Linked DNA regions of Sus scrofa: regions 2 and 3 are each linked to region 1. The links are chromatin contacts, called in public HiChIP or PLAC-seq maps. All regions are on one chromosome and are shown on one strand. Each heading gives the region's core, a stretch centred on a gene start, on an enhancer-like site or on the middle of the called end of the contact. The rest is flanking DNA. Distances are from core to core; before and after follow the strand shown. Region 1 overlaps C9H1orf21. Region 2 has its middle 99 kb from the start of C9H1orf21. Region 3 overlaps LOC110255527 (a long non-coding RNA gene).

Evidence for each region. HiChIP or PLAC-seq counts read pairs in DNA pulled down with a chosen protein or histone mark.
Region 2: an H3K27ac HiChIP or PLAC-seq map of skeletal muscle shows a contact between it and region 1. The contact joins two enhancer-like sites. A contact is called at or near these places in 2 of 47 Hi-C or Micro-C datasets (both in skeletal muscle) and 1 of 2 datasets of contacts at active chromatin or transcription factors (skeletal muscle).
Region 3: an H3K27ac HiChIP or PLAC-seq map of skeletal muscle shows a contact between it and region 1. The contact joins two enhancer-like sites. A contact is called at or near these places in 2 of 47 Hi-C or Micro-C datasets (psoas muscle and skeletal muscle) and 1 of 2 datasets of contacts at active chromatin or transcription factors (skeletal muscle).

What each region holds. Positions count from the first base shown.
Region 1 is chr9:125,689,827-125,693,498 of Sscrofa11.1, forward strand. The region is part of intron 1 of C9H1orf21; the gene reads left to right. Among named protein-coding and RNA genes, the nearest start is that of C9H1orf21, 79 kb to the left of the region's middle. Within about 2 kb of position 1,860, at least 9 of the 83 cell types and tissues checked have an H3K27ac peak or open chromatin away from gene starts, as enhancers often do. A contact at or near this core is called in skeletal muscle, where this site is marked.
Region 2 is chr9:125,512,334-125,516,320 of Sscrofa11.1, forward strand. No RefSeq gene overlaps it. Among named protein-coding and RNA genes, the nearest start is that of C9H1orf21, 99 kb to the right of the region's middle. Within about 2 kb of position 1,263, at least 3 of the 83 cell types and tissues checked have an H3K27ac peak or open chromatin away from gene starts, as enhancers often do. A contact at or near this core is called in skeletal muscle, where this site is marked.
Region 3 is chr9:125,476,347-125,480,545 of Sscrofa11.1, forward strand. LOC110255527 (a long non-coding RNA gene) reads right to left here. Exons shown (of 2, transcript XR_002335969.1): 1 at 2,107-4,199. Among named protein-coding and RNA genes, the nearest start is that of C9H1orf21, 130 kb to the right of the region's middle. Within about 2 kb of position 1,330, at least 7 of the 83 cell types and tissues checked have an H3K27ac peak or open chromatin away from gene starts, as enhancers often do. A contact at or near this core is called in skeletal muscle, where this site is marked.

The DNA of each region.
Region 1 (3,672 bases), core at 610-3,109:
AGCAGGAGGATGAGAGCCACACCGTCACTGAGGCTGTGACAGAGCTTAGGAGAGCTCACTGACCTTTGACGTGTCTGCCCACAGCAGCCTCTGCCTCCAGAGCCCTGGGGTGGGGTGTCCCCACGGAGCTGGCCCGGCCCCCGCAGCGCTGCGGAAACGCCATTGCAGCCCCCAGCTCTCTGTGCACGAGCTGCAGTGGGAGCTCCAGTTTCTCCTGCTATTTCAGCTGATGCCTCTTGCTTTCTGTCTGCGTTCTATCTGCCTGCTTGTTTTTGGTTTAGTTCCTAAGAACCTCTAAGCTGACACAGTTTACCTCTCACCTGTCTGTCTGCCTCTTCTTTCTAGTCTTTTTTCACCTCCGCCACTTGCTTTGTAAAGTTTCTCACCATCCCGCTCAGTCAGGATGATGGTGATGATGACAATAGCTGTCATGTCCTGATAGTTTACAGATCGCGAGGTGCTGTGCTAAGCATTTTCCCTGTATTGTCTCATCTGCTCCGCTCAGAATTCATGCAGTCTGATCCCATCTGGTAAATGAGAGCGCAAGGCCCTGTGTAGTAAATAACAATGACCAAAGCCACGCAACTCCTTTCCTTTACAAAAATCACAAAACACTGGATGTAGTCTTTGTATCTCTAGAATTTTTATTGTGTGTGTGTGTATGAGAGAAAAAAGAGACTAAGTCCTTTACCAACAAAGGTTTTATGTTTTGCTTTCTCTGTGTTTTCAGGGCACTGCCAGCAATTGAGCTGTTCTGGATAGCACTCGAAGGTTCTAGCAGGCAGAATTTCAGATAGCCAAGGCTTTCCCTTAGGGATGCTCATTTCAGTAAACCACCCTCTGCCCATCAGGAAAGTGATGGGTTTACTCAGTCACTGGATCACGGCTGACTTCTCCTCAGACCTGGGATCCTGTGGCCTGAGGCAGAGCCCTGGGAGAGAGAGATCTTAGGCTGGAGCTTGCAGCAGCCTCTGATGGATGAGTTTATTTATTTTAGTAGGGAGGGGGTTAAAGGGGGAAGGAGTCTGTTGTGGAAAGAGAGGGATGTGCTTTTAGATATAGAGAGAAATGCTTTTTAAGATTGTAGCCTTCAGATCTTATTAGTGTTACTACATTACTTTGTTACAAGTTTTTATAATTCTGAGGGCAGGAAACATACGCATACTCACATGTTACCACCACAATCCACCAGCAGGCTCTTTGGTTTTTAAACGATTCTCCCATTTGTGCCTGATGGTTAGTTTAGGTAATTCGTGTCTTTTATGTCTGTTGTTCCTACTTCTTTTTTTCTACCGTTGTGACTAGTTTAAGACTGAGCTGCAAGCCATTTCCACATTAAGTTTAGAGATTGAATTGAATCAGAAATGTGAAACACTCTTTCCTTGTGGAAGAGTTGAGACTTTGTAATTCAGTGATGAAAACATCCCCTGTGCTTTTCCAGGGTGTGTGTCAGACAAAGCTCCATGGCCTTTCATCTCTTGTCCTCAGCATCAGGCAGGTAACATTCAGCTTTCCAGGGGATTAATCCAGCTGCAGTTCTGTTGTAGTTGATGGTGTTAAAGAGGATCAACAGCTCCAAACGGACGCGCCACGTCTTGCTGTCCTTGTCCCCAAGTGAGCGTCTCTAACCAAGGGTTTGCTAAGAGTAGCACACGATGCTGGATGTCTCTCCGTGTCTTGTTGCAGAAAATAAAACTGAGATAAGCACTCATTGAACTAGCTTGAAATATCCTAGGACGTTGAAGCACATCTCTGAGACTTCCTTTCCCGGCGGGGTGTCATTGGAATTCTACTCGTGTATTTATGATCTGTCAGTCCCGTCCGAATGCGAGCCCTTCAAGGGCGGGGATTCCGTCTGTGCTTCACAATACGTTTCAACACACAGATGGCCAGGATATCCTTCACTGACCATTGAGGAAGGATTGTGAACTTATCTGCTTAGATTAGAATCAAATTGCGCTTTTGTTTGTTCGTTTTTTTTAGTAATACATCCTTATTCTACTTACACAGTCTAGTCATTTCTTGACTTTTCTTTTTTCCTTTCCATCTATCTTCTGTCGTTGTTTTCCCGGGCCACATAGGGGAGCCTACTGGGCAAACTGATTTCACCCAATGCTCCTGGAAAGTCATGCCAGGCCACCGGCATAGCAGAGTGTGCACAGAAGACTATTCTCGTGCACTTATAAGTACTTGGCAAAGCATTTCATAATCTACCTAGGTTTTTAAAACCAAAAAAAGGGAAAACAGCTGTTACTATTAGGGTACTGATAATTCCAAGGAAATCAGGTGGATCTGTCACAAGTGACACGGTGAACTGGCAGGCCAGCTGTCAGAAGATGCCAATCATGGGTGTCCTGGTACAGAAAGTTCCCCACTGACACAAGATTGGCAACTTCCTTCATATGCCCTTGGTATTCTGAGTCTTGAGAGTGGAAAGAGGAGAAGAGAACTCAAAGTCCAGGAATGTCTGCCACTGGCTTTGATCGTGAAGGAGCAATTCTAGAAAGGGCGAAGTTCTTCTGCATGGATTCACCCTGGTGTGGGTGGGCGGCTTTAATCAGGATCTGATACTTTCCTCTCTTGCCTTCCAGAAAGAATGTCAGCCTTGCATGAACTTGTGTGAACACATACAGGTGATAAAGGAAGAGAGTTTTCAGCTACAGGGTAAAGGCACTAAACTCTTAAATCCTGAAGAACAGTTATTCCACAGACTTTTTCAATTCAGCCCTCTCTGTAAGAAACATTAAAAACATTTATTTTAGTCTGTTAAAGGCAGAATAGAGAAGAGGACATAAGAGAGCTAAGCTTTGTTCATTTTTTCACTTGATACACGATTGAAATCAACACCCTTGGGCCAAAACATAATAGGTAATAATCTTTAGACCTCATAGGGCTTCCTGAAATATTTTGGAAAAAAGATTTGCAGGTATATCTTAATTCGGTAAATGTTGAAACAAAGTATATAAATAAATTGAGTCTAGGTGAGAAATGGCCTTTTTTTTTGCTTTTTAGGGCCACACCCACAGCATATGGAAGTTCCCACGTGAGGGGTCACATCAGAGCTGTAGCCACTAGCCCACATCGCAGCCACAGCAATGTGGGATCCAAGCTGGGTCTGTGACCTACACCACAACTCACAGCAACGCTGGATCCCTGACCCACTGAGTGAGGCCAGGGATCGAACCCACATCTTCATGCTTACTAGTCAGATTCGTTTCTGCTGCGCCATGACGGGAAATCCCAGAAGTGGCCTTGTTATAAGTGGTAATTTCATCCTTAGCATCACTTGAACATATGTTCAGGTAGATCATAGAGTCAAAGGGAGAGGCTCGGAGAGATGAAGCCCAGCTTTGGCACTGAGGCAGGCGAGTGACCCCTGAGACCGGAGCTCAGCATCCTCACAGCCCCTCCGGTGCTCTTTCCACTGCTCTCCTTGCCCCCCATCGCCACACCTCACTGCGGAAATCCAGCAGAAATTGTATCTTCCTGTATGGGACTTAGTGTTATGTTTCTGAGCGATACCTCTGTACAGTGATTGTTTGTGGAAGTGAAACTTTTCCCATCAAGAAAGCAGAAGCAAATATGCCTGTTTCTTTGCTGTTAATAGCATATTGTCAGTTGTCACGGCACCAAGTGAGTGTGGGTCCAGGAATGAGGATCTTGAGTTGCCAG
Region 2 (3,987 bases), core at 13-2,512, 180 kb before region 1:
TAAAAAGAATCTATGGGAGTTCCCGTCGCGGCGCAGTGGTTAATGAATCCGACTAGGAACCATGAGGTTTCGGGTTCAGTCCCTGCCCTTGCTCAGTGGGTTGATGATCCGGCGTTGCCGTGAGCTGTGGTGTAGGTTGCAGACGCGGCTCGGATCCTGCGTTGCTGTGGCTCTGGCGTAGGCCGGTGGCTACAGCTCCGATTCAACCCCTAGCCTGGGAACCTCCATATGCCGTGGGAGCGGCCCAAGAAATAGCAACAACAACAACAACAACAACAACAACAACAAAAAGACAAAAGACAAAAAAAAAGAATCTATGCACTTCAGTAGGGACCAAGGTGGGAGCGGTCAATTCTAAGACACAGAGGGGAGGTGGGGTGTGCAGCTCTTGGCGGCTGGTAAAATCCTTCCTCGTGTTTAATGTTTTGTATGGTCTAGTTGTTCACTGGCTTTGGATTTAATTCAAATGGATTGTAAAGAAAGGTGTTTTTTTTTCTCTTAAGGTGCTTCCCAGGAAAAAAAGCAAAGGTTTTCTCATTTGAAACTTCCTCTCTGCGTCTTGCCCCTGACTAGTTTTGCAGTTTCAGTCTTTTGAATTCTTCTGTCTGGGACACTTTGCAGACTGCCGGAAATCCAGAAAGCAGAAGGGAACAGAAGGCTGTCTACGCCTTTGATGTCGGTGCACTGTGTTTCACGGTGTGTCTGTGTGTCTGTTTCATCATGTGTGTGTCGGGCGGGAGGCACATGCATCTCGGATTTCCGGAGAGCCTGATGGGGCTCAGCAGCCCACCCATGGGTCTCCTTGAGGCAGTTTTTTTGTTTAAGAAGCATCACTGGAATCATGTCACCCTATGGAGCTGGTGGCTGTCGGATAAAGCATTCGTGTTACCTTTCCGGTTCTGTCCAAGTGAACTCTTGACTCCCCACTATTTTCCTTCCTGCTGCCTTATGATTCCTTTGGATCTAATTCTTCCAAGGCTCCTTTGCCAACTGTCCATGAAACAGAACCAGAATGGCCTGTGGCCCTCTGGTCTCTGCTGGGTTAGAATTCCCAATTCTGAAATTTACACAAAACTCTGTGATGCTCGGATATCCATGTACCTTCCTCATTTGTTACTCAGACATGAAAGTACTTACTTCATAGGGTGTCTTAAATAAGATGACTCATGTGAAGGGCCTGGCTGGTTGAGTGTTAGCTAGTTGTGGGATCATTTTAGTGACACATGGGAATTGGCCGCAGTTCTGAGCACTGGGTCATGGCCTTGGCTGGTGATAACAACCCAACCATCGGTCCCTTTAAGGACCTCCAGATGGCTGGCCACTGGCTTTACTTACATCCCTGCTGGAAGGGAGGAGGGCGAAGGCTGGGGAAGCACAAGCCCCTGCTGAGATTTCACCCCGGCTGCTTCCATCAGTAGCTTCACCCCAGGGGTTGCAGAAATATTTTGTGTTCCCAGAACCTTGCTCTGGGCACCATCCCAAGAGAGCTCAGGGTTTAGAATGTGCTACGTCCTCAGCAGCCTAGTCTCAGCCTTCACGAGGCCAGAGAACCTGCAGCGGCAAACAGGAGCCTTCCTGGGAGGTTTCTAGGGAGGTCATGAGAGAGTGTCATCAAGCTTACTAGTGAGCACCATCTGAACGCATCCTTTCTCCACGGCGGTTTGCTAGGGGCCGAAATCGTCCAGTCCTCAGAGTCAGCTCAATGCCTGCTTACTCCCTGCTCCACTCGGGTTACAGTTGCTTATCCCTTTGACCTGAGACAGCGGGGACAGACATCAGCCCCAAATGTCTGAGACAGGTACTCCCTGCCAGGCTTGACCGTCAATTCATGGACTCGAGGATGAAGCTGAATCCTCAGCAGATCCCAAAGCTACACAGGGGAAGTGATTTTTCTGTTTCCCTGGATGCACCCAGGAAAGCAGAGTTGAGGCACTCAGGGTGGGAGGGCAGGGCCTATAGATGGGGCTTTCTTGGGGTGCTGTCCATTGCACAAGCAGGCATGGTCCATCCCCATATGCACGTCCTGCAGGCTTTGGAGCGCCCAGCCTGGAGCCTGGAGTGGAAAGGAGCAGGTGAGACAGTAAGGAGGCACAAGACAATGGGATCTAGGCAGTGACCAGGTACAAAATGCTTAGCGAGCGCAGTGAGGTGGCAGCTTACTCTAACCCCACCTGAAAAGGCCTTATAGGAATGTGGCATGGTAGGATTTAGAAAATAAACAGACCCTCCAATGATTTAAAAATTGTTGACTTCGGAGTTCCCACTGTGGCTCGGTGGGCTAAAGACCCCATGTAATGTCTGTGAGGATGCAGGTTCCATCCCTGGCCTCCCTCAGTAGGTTAAGGATCCAGCATGGCTGCAGGCTGTGGCTTAGGTCACAGATATGGCTCAGATTTGGCATTGCCGTGGCTGTGGCATAGGCCAGGAGGCCAGCTCCATTTGACTCCTAGCCTGGGAATCCCATATGCCACAGGTGCAGCACAAAAGAAAACAAATTGCTGACTTAAAAACTCCTGCAAGAGTAAGGCTTAAGCATCTTGAATTTGTCTTGTATCTTATCTGCCATGGAGTTGAAAGCATGTGAACAATGAATATGGGAGAATGGTTGCAGCAGGAAAGAAGGGGGCTTTTGAGAGTTCTCTTGTGGGGCAGTGGGTTAAGGATCTGGCATTGTCACTCCAGCGGCTTGGATCCCTGCTGTGCCCTGGGCTCAATCCCTGGTCCAGGAACTTCCACAGACTTTGGATGTGGCCAAAAAGAAAAAAAAGAAGGAGGCATTTGCTGGTAATTGTGGGCCAGGTGGGGAAGGGCACCCTAAGTCTGAGCTAACTGGCTCAGTGTTGACTACAGATAAAGTCACCTCTCTGCCTTCCAGAATAATTTTCATCTGTCTTCAGAGGTGATTCAGGCTAAATCAATTAAACGTTAGACTTTAATCTGTCTTTCCACAAACTTGGAATTTGGTAGCCTCCTCTCCCCTCCCCTCCAGAAGCATCTGGGAGGGTGGTGTTTTGTTTTGTTTTGTTTTTTTCCTTTTAGGGCCACACCCATAGCATATGGAGGTTCTCAGGCTAGGGGTCCAATCAGAACTGTAGCTGCTGGCCTACACCACAGCCACAACAATGTGGGATCCGAGCCTCATCTGCGATCTACACCCCAGCTCACGGCAACGTCGGATCCTTAACGCACTGAGCGAGGCCAGGGATCGAACCTGCAACCTCATGGTTCCTAGTCAGATTCGTTCCCACTGTGCCATGATGGGAATGCCAAAGCTCATGTTCTTGAAAGGTGCTTTGTGTTTCCAAAAAGAAAGATGGTTTGAACCCGAGGTTTTACCCTTTGCAGCGTGAACTCAATAAGAGCATCACTACCCTTGGGGAGGAAAACCAGACCTGAGACACATGAGACAGGAAACTATGTTCCAGCATGACTGAAATAGACCAGAGGTCATCGGCTGAAATAACCCCCCTGGAGCCAGCGTGGAGCTGGAATGGGTACCTAGAATGTACGGACACTAGAGCACTCTTCTATTTATGCTCTGATAACATCAGACCCTGCTGGGGTCATGTGTTTAATTTCAGGAGCTTCGGTTGAGAAAGGGCAGCCGAATTTGGACAGGCTTCAGAGGACATTTGTCAAGATACTTGAAGGGCTGGAAAAGAATACCTACCAGAAAGGTTAATGGAGACAGATCTGGCACCAACTGGCTGTGTGACTTTAGACAAGTCACTTCAGCTCTAAGACGCTCTGTTTCCTCCTCTGTAAAACAAGGACAGTGGCCTGGCTGAGCCCTCAGGACCCCCCAGGTTTCCCAGCCCTTTTATAGTCCAGAAGCAGTGAGAACTAGGCAGGAACTTTATTGTTTATTTTCATTACATGCCTCTTTTTTACAAATATGTCTTCCTTCCTGGAGACAGAATAAGAGAACAAAGGCTGAAACTGTAGATTAATCTTTTTGTGGAAGCAAAAGCGATGCATTAGAGAGCT
Region 3 (4,199 bases), core at 80-2,579, 210 kb before region 1:
GAATTGGAAGATACATCTGGAGCATAGTTTTGGTATCTTATTTGGCCATTAGTACTGACAGCTAACACTCATGGCATCCCTTCCATGTACGCTCCTCAGTACATGGCTTGTCTCATTTCAAATTCATAAAAGCTGTGAATTAGGTTAATATTTATTTTATATAGGAAAGCAAGGCTCAGAAAAGTTCATTAACTTGCCCAAAGTTATACAGTTGGTAAGTGATGGACCAAGTCTGTGACTCGAATATGTATGTATAGATCAGAAAGAGATTCTAAAACCATAGCCAAGGTCACTATCACTGCTATTACTAAATATTAGCTTCAGTTCCAAACTTCCAAGCAGCCAAAGCAAAAAGTACAGCACCCAGTCAGTTAGTCTTCACTGCATTTTCAGGAGAGACAACATTTTTCCTGGCACTGAATTCTCAAAGGGGTGTCTCAAGCTGGCCCTTAATCATGGTAGTATCAGCAACACCACTTCCATATTCCATTCTGGTCTGCCCTCCAGTGAGGCCTCCTCTGAGAGCTCTGGTCTGGCTGCCCCATCTGAATCCACACCCTGTGCTCAAGCACTCGAGGAAATACAGCCTCTGATTCTGCCCTGGGTCTGGACCGGCTTTCTCTTAGTTACATGTTAAGATTGTATCTTCAATTCCTATCCGAAATGGGTATGGAAAATAACACACGAAAACTGTGCTTACTAGAAAACTGGACCCTGTCCCCTGCTCATTCGATGAGGACTTACTGAAAATCCACTCTCAGCAGGACACTGTTTAAGGCAAAAATCACGCAGCAGGGAACTGCACAGGTAACATTCTAGCCCTATGGAGCCTCTATTTTTGTGGGAGGGCAGATAACACATAAAGAAATAAATATATTCCGCCAGGTAAGGCTAGGTGCTGGGAGACACGTAAGCAGGCTACAGGAGAGTGTGTGCTATTTTAGGGAGGGCTTGCTCAGGAAGCCGCCTCTGCATGGCTCAGCTTTCATCTCATGCCTTTCTATCTGACTGCATCACCTTTTCCTTAGCAACACAACACGGAATAAACATTGCAGAACCAAATGCCTTCCACCAAGTTGACCACTGAGCAGGGCAGGAAAATGTTCTGCTACTATTTGAGGCAGAGATTTTTTTTTTGCCAAATTGCTCGAAACAAAAATAACTGTTCGTACCAGCCCAGTCATTTCAATGGTAAATCTAATCTGAACCTAAGTTGTTGAATCCACACTTTTTCTGAATTTCCTTCCTGGATGCCAGAATAGAGTCATTTATGTAGCCCTTAGTATGGGCCACACCCTCAATACATATTATTAGCTCATTGAATGAGATTCCAGTAATCACGAAAGAAAGAGGCAACAGAGCAGGTGGTTGGGAAGCCGGGCTCTGGAGTCTAGACCACCTGGGTCTATACCTGAACCCTAAGAATTCCTAGTTAGTGATTATAGGCAAGCTGTTTCACCTGAGACTGGTCTTCTTGTCTGTAAACTGGATGTGACAATAGTATGTACCTCAGAAGGTTATTGTGAGGGTATATATTAATTTGTATGTTTTGACATTGAGAATATATCCGGCATATAGCAAGTGCTTATTATTTTAACTCCAACTTACAGGTGAAGCTATGGAGACTCTGAGAGGTTAAGTAACTTATCTGAGGTCATACAGGTCATGAGTGGCCGTATCAGCATTTAAACCTAGGTTTTTCTGATTCCAAATTCATGCTCCTCCTTCTATGACTGCCTCTGTCGCCATCAGGAGAACTTAATGTTTCCTCTAAGAGATTTAGATCCAATAACCATAGCAAAATTATAGCGAAGTCAGAAGGGGTCATGAGAGACTGGGTCATAAATTGCACCAGTGAAAGATCGATCGGTAACATTTATCAAGTGCTGTTGTGCTCAAGGCCTCCCACTCAATAAACCCTGGTGACATAGGTCAAGTGGGTTTTGCCTTTGCCTGATTTTCCGCTTCATTCCTTCGTTTGTTTGTTTGTATAACACTTACCGAGCAGTGGGGGATTCCTAGGAATACATGAAATACTCCTGTCCATAGTTGGGGGTGGGGGGTGGCTGGGGAGAAAAGGGCAGAAAACGCAGGCAAATGACAAACCGGTAGAGTACGTGGTCAGATGCTCCAGATGGTGGCCCCTGTCACAGCAGGACTGGAATGAGAAGCAGGAGCACGGTTGGTCCAAGGTAGGGCCAGGCACAAAGAGTTTGATCTGGATCCTGCAGGAAGTGACCAGCATAAATTAGCCAGGGTCCTCTGAATCAATGGTGTCGCATTTAACACCTAGAAAAAAAAGGGTTACCGAAGTAAGTGATGGGCAAAAACATTACAAATTCAACACATGTTTTGGGGGTAAGCGTTGATGTGATGGCGCCATATTTATAAAATGGGTTTTAACCCAGCAGCGTTGTTACAGGAAGAAATCTGAATCAGACACTCTCATGTTAAAGAATTTCTTTGGTTCGGTGACTGTATCCATCAGGATGAGGTCAGAAAGTTTTAATAGATTAATAAAAAGAATTGTTAACCAGCTATGTTATCAACTAGGTCACTAAACAGTGTAAAGACAACTTGACTGCATCACAGAGGTGGCCACTGCCGGAAGCAGCTCTCATGTCTATGGACAGCAAGGAAAGAGGTTGGAATTATTAAAACTTAGAAACGGAGGCGCTGGGCTCTGTAGAGACCAGGACCTACGCCTCTGAGGAGAGAGTGCTGACCCACTGCTGGTGTCTCTTGGGGGACACCGCGAGGCTGGTTCTGCGAGGGTTGAAGAAATTGCAAACGGGACTCAGCTGCTGCTGCAGGAACGTGAGGAAGAGGGCTGGGATGCTCCTCCCAGGAGTAGGAAGCAGACGAGGAGTCAGAAAGTGGCACACAGGAAGGAGACTGTCCCTTCGTCCTCCTCTAGTCTTGCAGCATCTTTCTAGCATTTCCTCTGGCCGGGTTTAACAGAGAACTCACAGTTAACTCATCGTTGTCAACACAAATGAGTGAAGACACCACGGGGACGAACATGACGTCAGCCCTCACCCTCAGCCTGGAGGGGAAGACAGACCGGGAAACCAGACAGCACAGGGTGGGATGTGTGATACCAGAGAAGGAACAGCTTTGGAGGGAGCACTGAATTCGAAATGATTATTCTTAGGGGAGCAGATAGGAGAGACGTCATAGATAATTCTTGAACTAAAGCGGTTTTGTGGGCCAGGCAGTACTTCTCACTGAAGAGAACATTCCACACAGGAGCAGCCTGAACAAAGCCATGGGAGCAGGAAGGAGTGGGGGGCAGTCAGAGTTCCCGAAAACAATTCAGCCTGGCTGGACTGTGGGATAAGACATGAAGGATGTGCTAAGATAAAGTTCATGAGGCCCACAGGGGTCAGATCCTGAAGACTTTTCTACGCCAGCTTGTTTGAACCCTACTTTCAGAGCAGGAAAGATTTAAACCAGGAGAGTGACATGACCAGCATTGTGTTTGAATGACACCTCCTGATTCCTCATGGAGAAGAAGTTACAGGAGAGCCAAGGAGGCCAGTTAGGAGATGTTGTAATATTCCCGTTGTGCAATGGTGAGACCCGATCGATGGCAGTAGGGATGGGGGCGGGGGGAGGGACAGGCAGGAGAAATGCTGAGGGAGTAGAAATGAGAGAAGCAGGAACTGCAGCGAAATAACTACAGGAGTCTGTGTTACTGGCTTCGGCCTCTCCATAGATGACAGGCCCTGCTCCATGATGAGTTAGCAGAGGTTGCCCTGTGGCTGAGGGAAGAGAGCCAAAGGATAAGATCATGACTTGGGTTTTGTGCCCATGGACATTGCAAATGAAGAGAAGGAGAGTAGTACCTTAAAAGGCCGAGGAGTTGATGCTGAACTCACCTTTAATAGGACTTACAGACGGAGGACATCCGCTCCTGCCTGCTTCCTAAGAAGGTGTTGCTCATTAGGAAGATGAAAACCACGCAGCAAGTCCAGGAATGACCTCCGGGATCTTGACACTTTCAGAAGATGTTGTCATCATTTCCCAGGCTATCATTTTTCCCTCTGTCCGTGTGATGGCAGGGAGGCCTGTGTTGGCAACAGAGCAAAAGGACCGCAAAGACCAACATGTGAATGGACTTGTCCTGGTGCGTCATGACTCATTCCTTAGCATGACTCCTGACCCGAAGCCTCCTCCTAAGTAGATGTCCAGAAATT